Regions from separate parts of the Anser cygnoides genome. Here region 1 is linked to region 2. The links are chromatin contacts, called in public Hi-C maps. All regions are on one chromosome and are shown on one strand. Each heading gives the region's core, a stretch centred on a gene start, on an enhancer-like site or on the middle of the called end of the contact. The rest is flanking DNA. Distances are from core to core; before and after follow the strand shown.

Evidence for each region. A called contact is a pair of places that touch in the nucleus more often than the background predicts.
Region 1: a contact with region 2 is called in a Hi-C map of liver, with 2.0 times the contacts expected there. The contact joins the promoter of ZFP36L1 here to the enhancer-like site in region 2. A contact is called at or near these places in 2 of 7 Hi-C or Micro-C datasets (both in liver).

Annotation. Positions count from the first base shown.
Region 1 is chr5:29,296,030-29,300,559 of Taihu_goose_T2T_genome, forward strand. ZFP36L1 (ZFP36 ring finger protein like 1) reads right to left here and starts at 2,480. Exons shown (of 2, transcript XM_048065239.2): 1 at 2,252-2,480; 2 at 1-1,709. The coding sequence starts at 2,308. The coding sequence ends at 759. LOC125182930 (a long non-coding RNA gene) reads left to right here and starts at 2,658. Exons shown (of 4, transcript XR_010832052.1): 1 at 2,658-4,530.
Region 2 is chr5:29,146,991-29,151,410 of Taihu_goose_T2T_genome, forward strand. The region is part of intron 10 of RAD51B (RAD51 paralog B); the gene reads left to right. Among named protein-coding and RNA genes, the nearest start is that of ZFP36L1, 150 kb to the right of the region's middle. Within about 2 kb of position 2,866, at least 1 of the 3 cell types and tissues checked has open chromatin away from gene starts, as enhancers often do. A contact at or near this core is called in liver, where this site is marked.

The DNA.
Region 1 (4,530 bases), core at 1,230-3,729, 150 kb after region 2:
TTAAAAACCCAGAAAAAAAATAATAAAAAGCTTGGCGTGAGTGCTCTAAGATAGGTCTAAAGTACTCTAGAGCAAAAACCATTAAAGCTATGTCTACTGGAACTTTGTTTACACAAACTTGTGTGTGTGGAATGACTTCCGTCAGCCCCACCCCCTCTATTTCTTTATTTGTTTTTAAGATGTCACATGAATACACGGGGAAACTTTTAGCACCAAAATCGAGTCTCTCATAGTCCCATCTCTTTTTTTGTTTTGTTTTTTCATTTGCTTGTTTTCCTCCCAGTCAAAGTCCCACTCGTGTTACAATCTTTGTCCGTTCTCAGCTTGTCTTCCCGCAGACCTGAGTGGATCCAGGCAAGATGAGTCTGTAAGGGGGGAGAGCGCGCTGGATGTTAACACCTGCCCACATGCCTGCAGCTTAGCGGGAGCTGGCCAGTCGGGAAGGGACTGGGAGAGGGCGATGCGGTATGCAGCCAGTGGAGGGAGCTGGATCCGGACATTTCCTGCACATCTGGAAGTGCACAGAGCTGCTGGTGCCCTCTGCAGCTGGAGAGGTAATACAGTCACAGTGAAAGCGTTAAAAGGCACTAATTTTGTAAACGTTATTGCTTTTCATCGTAAATTTGGCACTTAAGGTTTAAGCCAGTGGGTCTACGACAGGCAGGTGGACACGTTAACATCCAGCTCCAACTATGGGGTGGGGGGAGTTCAGCTTAAAATCGTAATAGAGGTGGGGGGGAGCAAGAGGAAACCCCAGATTAGTCGTCGGAGATGGAGAGTCTGCTGAAGATGGGAAGACGTCTTGAGGTGTCCAGGATAGGGGAATCTGAGCCGCTGTGGCTGCTGCTGGAGCTGCTCAGATAGCCCTCCTGGTCAGAGAGGGAGTCCTGAGGACTGGGCGGCGAGTCAAACAAGTTGGGGGACTCGGACATGGGCCTGAACAAGAACGTGGTGGGGGAGCTCCCGCTGGGCACCTGCACCCCCATGCTGGGGGCGAAGAGACTGACCAGCTCCTGGCTGGAGAAGGTGAAGGGGTTGCTGGCGCAGTCAGGCAGGGTGGGGGAGCCCAGCAGGTCGTCGGCGCTCAGCATGGGCGGCGGGGTGATGGAAGTGGGGCTGTCCAGCAGCCCGCTGGCAGCAGTGCTGGGGAAGCCGGCGAAGCTGAAGCTGTGCTGAAGGCGGGGTCTGTCAGTGACGGCGGGCTCCCGGCCGCCCGCCACGGCGCGGCGCTCCTCGGCGTTGTGGATGAAGTGGCAGCGCGGCCCGTAAGGGCAGAAGCCGATGGTGTGGAAGGTGCGGCAGAGCTCGGTCTTGTACTTGGGGTGGCGGGTGAGGCTGCGCAGCTCGTGGATGCCGTGGGCGAACTGGCACTTGTCGCCGTACTTGCAGGCGCCGTTCTCCTCGAAGGGGCGGCACAGCTCCGTCTTGTAGCGGCTGGAGTTGACCTGGCCCCCGGGCTGCTTCTGCTGCAGCAGGCGCTCGCCGCCCTCTGAGAAGGAGCGGTCCCGAAAGCGGCTTTCCCGGGGGCCCAGCATGGGCGCGGGCTCCCCTTTCAGGCTGCTGAGGAGCTGGTTCTGGTGGAACTTGGAGTTGGGCAGGGTGACAGAGTGCCTCCTAGGGAAACCCCCGCCGGCCGGGGTGCCCACCGCCTTCCTGTCCAGCAGGCACCCGCTGACACCCGAGGGGCTGTAGTTCAGCATCTTGTTGCTCTGCGGGCAGAAAGCAAGCACCGGTCACTGCCACCGCCTCCTCCGCAACTCTCCCCGGACGGGAGGGCGACGCCGGGAGCCCTCGGAGGGCTCAGCCTCGGCGGCACGGCTCGGCACGGCTCGGCACAGCCCCCCCGCGCGTCCCACCCGTCTGCTGCGAGCAAAGCAAGCCCCGAGCCGCCCCTACGACCACCGGGGCGGCTGCTGCGGGAAGAGCCCCCCGGGGGGAAGGCGCCGGGGGCTCGGGCTGCGCCCAGCCCCGCTCCCCGCTCCCCGCCCGGGCGCGCTGCAGCGGGCGGCGGCAGGAGCACGGCCCCCGCCCGGCGCCGCCGACCGGCCCCGGCCCTGCCCGGCCCCGAAGGCGGGGAGCGGGGCCCGGGCTGAGCCGAGCGGGGCGCCCCGCCCGGCCGCCCAAGTTGCTCGCGGCCGGAGAAGGGGGAGGGGGGAAGGAAAAAGAAAAAAGGGATAAAAAGTAAAGGAAAAAAAAAAGCGCAGAGAGCCCCTGCAGGCGCCAACCCGAAGCTGCCAGCCGGCGCGGTTACCTTGCATAAAACTTCGCTCAGGTCGAAGATGGTGGGCGACACCAGGGCTGTGGACATCTTCGGCGAGCGAGGGGGGAAGCGGCAGGCGCGGCGGCAGGCAAGTGGAAGGAGTCGCGGTGTGGGTAAGGCGCAGCCTCCAGCTCGCAGCCTCCAGCGCGCTGCCTCCCCCCGCTGCTGCTAGCGCTGCCTCCGCTGCCGCCACCAGCCCGCCGCGCCCGCTCGCCGCTTCCAGCGGGCTGGGGGAAAAAGCTCAACTTATAAAGTTTCGGACTTACCCCGGGAGGAGGAGCCGGCGGCGGGAGGAAGGGGAGGAGGAGGAGGAGGACAGGGTGATTGACACCGCGACTGAATCACCCGGGCGGGCGGGCCCAGAAAAAAACTTTTCGGGAGGAAGAAGCGAGGGGGAGGGGAGGAGGGGAGGGGAAAAAAAAAAAAAAAAAAGAAAGAAAAGGAAAAAAAAAAAAAAAAAAGCGCGTCCCTTCCAGAACAGCCCCTGCGGGCAGCGCTCCCCTCCCCGCCCCGGACGCGGGAGGCGGCTGTGCGCGCGCCCGCGTGTGTGTGCGCGTGCCCGCGAGTGTGTGTGTGTGTGTGTGTGTGTGTGTGTGTGTGTGTGTGTGTGTGTGTGTGTGTGTGCGCGCGCGCGCGTGCAACGCGCGGCCCCGCGCAAAAGTGGCGCAAGTCCCGCGGCGCCGCGCGGCGCCCGCCCCTGGAGCGGGGGGTGGCGGCGCGGGGCCCCCCCGGCGGCGCGGCGGTGCCGGCTGGCTTTGTGTAGCTCGCTCCGCCGCCCCCGGGCCGCGCTGCCGCTTCTCCCGGTTTTATTGCAAGCCGGCAGGCGCTGCGGCGGGAAGGAGCTCGCAGCCGCGCTCGTGGAAGTTGCTAAAAGACGGTTTTAAAAGGGTGTTTGATACGTTTCTGCCTCTTCTCCCCGTATGCTCTCCTGCCAGTCCCCTCTGAGTTGTAAAACTGAAAAAAGAATGCGTCTCTGAGCAAGTAATCTGTTCCAGATTTCAGTAGGCACAGTGTGATTCATACCGATATTGATATGGCGGGGGGGGGGGGGGGAGGACGGGGCAGTTTCGGTGTAAAAAAACCAAAACGTCTCTAGGCTTCCTGATACCAGGGTGCCTCAGCGGCACGGCGGCTGCCCTCCAGGGCGGGCGAGGGGCCGGGGGGGCGAGGGGCCCCTTGCCGGGGTCCCCTTGGCGAGGGTCCCTCCCAGCCCCCGCAGGGACCCAGCAGGGCGCGAAGCCGAGCGGGCAGCGCCTTGAGAACTTGAAGCAACTCAGCCGCTTCCTCCGCTGTTTGCTTTAGAGTCTCAGGAGCCGGACTTTGAACTGGCGGCTGAGCTTTTTCCCCTCCTTTGCTCTTCGAGAACGGCCAAAACAACCAAGGAGAGGAACGCCCACGGGCTCCGGCTATTCCAGATTTCTTTCTTTCTTTCTTTCCTTTTTTTTTTTTTTTTTATTTACTTAGGGAGAGCAATCAGGTTCCTCGAATTTCCTTCTCTTTCTAGTTTCTTTTCTTTCGCCTTGGCCAGAAGCGAGGAGTAACCGGGGAGAGACCAGTCTATTATTTTCTGCAGTTGTTTACTGATTCTGTAGATGGTGCTTGTTCCCAGGGCTCCGAGCCTCTCTATAATTAAACCCATTTTAATTGTTAGGTTAGAAACGTCATTTCGGGGACTTTCCAAGAGTTACCGAGAAAGCCGGCCGAGATAACTATTTCACTACTGAGTTGCTCTGAGCCGTTTTTGTTTTTTTCTTTTTCTCGGCTTCCTCCCTGCTCCCTCTTGTGCTGAATTGTGCATTATTCGCTCGCCCCACGCGCGCGTATGTTTTGGAAACTTGGGGTTTGAGGTCGCGCATTTCCACGCATCGAGCAGCGAACGCCGAAGCCGAGAAGGAATTTTTTTTCCAGTGATTTAGCTTGTCAAAACCTGACTCCGTGGTGGTCTGCTTTGCATTCAGCGCGCACATGCTCGGAGCAGGAATTTAGCTGCTCGCCCCACCTCGTGGCTAAAAGTCAGAGCCCTCCAGGCCAAAGTGGGAATTTGTGTGGGCATGAATTCACACCGACTGGAGGAATGAAAAATCAGAGCCTTGCACCTTCTGCCAGAGCCTCGCAAGAACTTTGATAGATGGAAATGAATAAAGATAGGTAAATGAATAAATGAAAGTAAATTATTAAAGGAGGTTACTGAAAAAGTGAATGAATGCATGCCATGCTCATTAGCCACCTTGTGTGGGGCATGTTCCAGCGGGGACACTACCGCTGGGCCC
Region 2 (4,420 bases), core at 1,616-4,115:
CTGAACTGTCTTATAAATTGATCGTGCTATTCATGCTAAATACCTAGGAATTTTGACATCTATTATACAGACAATATATGAAGTCTGTAGTATTAGTAGGAAGCCCAGTGTATCTGGAAAACGTATAATCCAGTGTTCCTTGTTAAACTATTGAGTCTGTCTGTTTTCCTCTCCTTCTGAAGTTGTCGTGCTCAAAACTCTCACTTCAGTCTGTTTTTCTTTGGGTATCTTTTCTGTGCTAGTTTTTAAGGAAGTGGCAAGAATATTAAAATATATCTATCAATCTGTATGTATATGTGTATATTTTAGATATATATGCATTAGTAAGACTTAAATAAATAAAATTTTCCTTATGCTTTTTAGAATGATGGTCTTAGGCCACTGGTAAGATTCCTGTTTCCCAGTCCTTTAATACATTGTAAGTTTAATCGAGGTGTATCAAGGTATACCCTTGGCTAGGGGAGGGTACTTGGGAAAACAAAGGGTAGGAATGTCAGAGACATGAGGTTTTTTAGTATGTTTCCATTAAACCATATAGAAAGAAAGCAAATGCAAAAGAAGGCTAAAGGAAAGTGAAGAACATAAGGGGAAAAAAATAAAATGACAGTACCCAAACTGAAAGGCCATCAAGGATAGAGAATCTTCTGAGGAACTCTGAAGGGTGGGGAATGGAAAACTGGAATTAGGAGGGGACCTGAAAAAGTCAGGCCTAAAGCTTTGTCCATGCTGCCAAAAAAATCTATTTTGCTCAATTTTGGCTAAGCAAGATAAACATTTTTTCTGGCATGTGTAGGTAGTGGCCCAAATTTGTTTGTTACAAGTGGGTTGAAAAAAATCTTCCAAAAATGCTTTTGCCTCGTCTAGTGAATTGTGCTAACTCATATTTTTACTTTGAGTTAAACAAATTTGGCCCCACAGAGACAGGCCAAACACCAAGGCAGATCAGACACAGTTGGATTTCACAGCTGTTTTTAAATTCTGTGGTTTTAGCTCTGTGGATGCGGCTTAACTGCAACATCCCGTCAGAGCTCACAGGGAAGGAGCACCCCAAGGTAGCATTCTCCAACTGTGCCAAACTTCAGGAACAGCCTACAAAGAGAGATTCAGCTCTTAAAAATCTCGATGTCTGTAGCGTAAAATCATTACAAAAATGCCCACAGCAGGCTGTGTAATACACACACACACCAAAAAAGGAAAAAAAAAAAAAAAGACACAGTTAATCTGAGAGTACTTGTTCTACAATGTGTTGTGTGTTTCACTCCATTTTGTACAACTGCAGTGGGGCTGGGTCCTAGGGTAGGTCAAAAATCTGCTTGGAAAGGTGGCAGAGGGGAAAAAAGTGGCTGAATGTTGCCTTTGCCTTTGGTTTAATGACAGTTTGGTACTTGCTTAGAGTTGGCCTAAGTAGTGTTTGTTGCCTGGTGCATGCCACCAAGGAGCTCTCCTGCTGGGTGAGGCCTAGCAAGTGCAGACGTTTGACTGGGGCCTCGTAAGGCCATAGTCAGGTTTCACTACTGCTGATCTCACAACTTATGGTCACCAGCAGATGGCCAACTGAAGGCCAACTTCTGCATTAGTTCTGGTGCTCATCTAACCCCACAGGGCATCGACTAAAGGAAGTCAGAAGTCTGTACAGACCTGTACTTTGTGGTTGGTTGACTACATCTACAAATTCTGCTGCACTTGGCATGCTGAGAAGTCCTCTCTCTGGATTTCAGGCAGTCTAATAACATCTACAGGAACTCTCTTCTCTACTCAGTCATCTATTTTCACTCATTTTCTGTGACCTCACAGATGTTTGAGGACCCCTACCTTTTTCAGACTTGGCTGAAAGCAATCAATGGCTGAAAAGGTTATATAGACTGGGATACAGAATGTGATTGCAAAAGTGTTGTCTGTGTAGAAAACCAGACTACAAAAGAACATGATAAACAGCATTAGGGGGAAGGCGACACAGCTGTATTATTTGACTCTGCTGACTGCAAACATGATTTTAGCATTTCTTCTTTCAAGCAGTGCCTTAAAGTCCTACTTGCTTCTATTCAACAGGATGTCACAACTTGAACCTGTTTGTTTTAGTTGAGCTGACAAAAGACTGGACTTATAAATGGAGATCTAACTCTCTTTATCTCAGTTCCAGTGCATGCAGAAGAGCTCATAAGGACCTGTTAAACTGATTCTGGCCATTAGAAATGTGATATATGTCCCTGGTCCTTAGCTGACAGTGCCCCACGGGACATAGGGCATTATTTTTGGATAGCTAGCTAAAGGCATCTTCGTCTTATTTACCACTGTTTTCTCTGGCTTGACTCCATTGATATATAATTGGAGGAACAACGAAGAATTGAGATACTGAGCCTGATTTTTCTGACAGACAGACTACCTACAGAACTTTGTGCTGTTGTTGGTTGTTTGGTAATAACATCTGGGACCCCTGTTCAGTATCCAGAGCCCCACAATGTAAGGCGCTGCTTACACGCAAAGAATAAAAAGATGTCCCATGCCCTTTCTGACTTCACATGTGGTTTATGGTTCGTCCAGCAACTCAGTATGTCAAACAACACCAAAACTCATGGCCAACAAAATCATAAACCATTTGAAAACAAACTCAGCTTAAAGAGACCACATGAATCACCGTGTAAATGTTGTTCAGTTGTACACTGGAAACACTCCTGACTTCTGATTGGCATGTTGATGAATTCCTACAACCGACATCATGTGACAAAAGGGCTAACCCAATATCCAGTGTTTCCTAAGTGGTCATAAATGGGATCACACTTCTTTATGAGCTCTCAGAAAGGGAAAATAGATTTTAAATTGCAGTATTGGCAAATAGAAAGGGCAGAAGGGGAAAACCAAGAACATCTCTAGTTACAATAAGTGCCCAAAACCATAGAATGAATACCAGTGCTTTATGAAAGAGTGCTGCAAACAATTTGAGCAGTCCATTTTTCTTACAGAATTTTCTAGCCATAAGCCATTCACTGTAGTTGAACAGTGACCACCAGTCCTTGCCAGCCAAAGAGAAAAAGGGGGAAAAAAACCTTTGTGCTTAAGTTGTTGTGGTCCTTTCCGGGCTTGCAGGAGTTTTGCAAATCAGTGTTCACAATCATTCAGTCATTCATTCTGTATTCAGCAGTGTCCTTGACCATACCCCCTGCCAGTAACAGGACCTTTAAGTCCAAGAGAGGAGAGAAACAACTTTTTTTTTTTTAACCAACTAGCAGAGGATGTGCTGAGCCAAAATAGAAATAGCAAGGTCAGGTCAGGGCAAGGCCCTGCATTTCATTAGCCAGGCCTGGCTAGGAGTGATTAAATATGTACAAGAGGCTTTGAATAGATCCAGGGAGGGAGGATGATATTGTGGAATACAGAAAAATCATTCTTTGGTGCTGTCAACTGACTAAATACAGGATGGTACTTAATTAGAGAGATAAAAGGAATTTATTTTAATTATTTTAATTTTGTAGAAGAGAGAGATTTTATTTTATTTTTCTGCTGAGTGTTTTGTAAGAGAGGGAGAAGAGGATCTGGTCAAAAAGCCTGGCTTAACAGAATCCAGACAGCCTCGAGGTACATGTTGACCTAGCCTGCAGTTCTCATGAATGCAACTTGATCGAGACCCAGTAAAAAGAACAAAATTACACTGGCAATGGAATCAAGGCCCTGTTAAATTTTGGAGGTGCTCCGGGTAGAAACCGATGACCTTCTGAGCACATTGGACTGCCTGTTTCATTAGACATGTTAGAAAGAATTTGAAAAGAATGGAGCTTTGAAGCAGAATAAAGTACTGTGTCAAGTGGTGCTTTGGCTGCCCAGCTTGAATTTGCTATTGGGATTGCCTGACTTAACTGACATTTTATAGCTGTATTGTAATTCTTGTATGACAATTGCATTGTTGCATAGGCACCTAGGCACTGAATGCACACTGTTTGCAGTCCTTTTCCATAGAAACTAGCTGCCCAGCTGGTAGAAATGACAATGCATTTACGTTTGTCCAGAGCACTAACAATAATGTCTTTGCAGAACTTCCAAGGGCTCTTTTCTTAAACCAGGTGTAGGAATTTGGATCTCAACTTTATACCTCTTCTGGGAGATGATTCCTCCAATGGCACGGCACTCCTTACTCTTGTGTTGGAAGGTCGGCTCAGAACCAGCTAGGAATTTCTGTATGCTCACTTTTGCATGAATCTAACTTAAAAACCGTGAAAGACTAAATGTAGTTATATTTAAGGAATTTCTTTGTCTGGACACCAGTGTATTCACAGACTGGTATAAAGATAACTGTATTTCAATCAGTATTTGTACACTGGTTCTCGTTAGCTAAATACTGCATTTTTCATCCTGGTCTGGTATATCTTAACTACACAAGAATTATTTTCTTGGTCAGTGCCAGATCTTCATTGCCCTGTTACAGTAA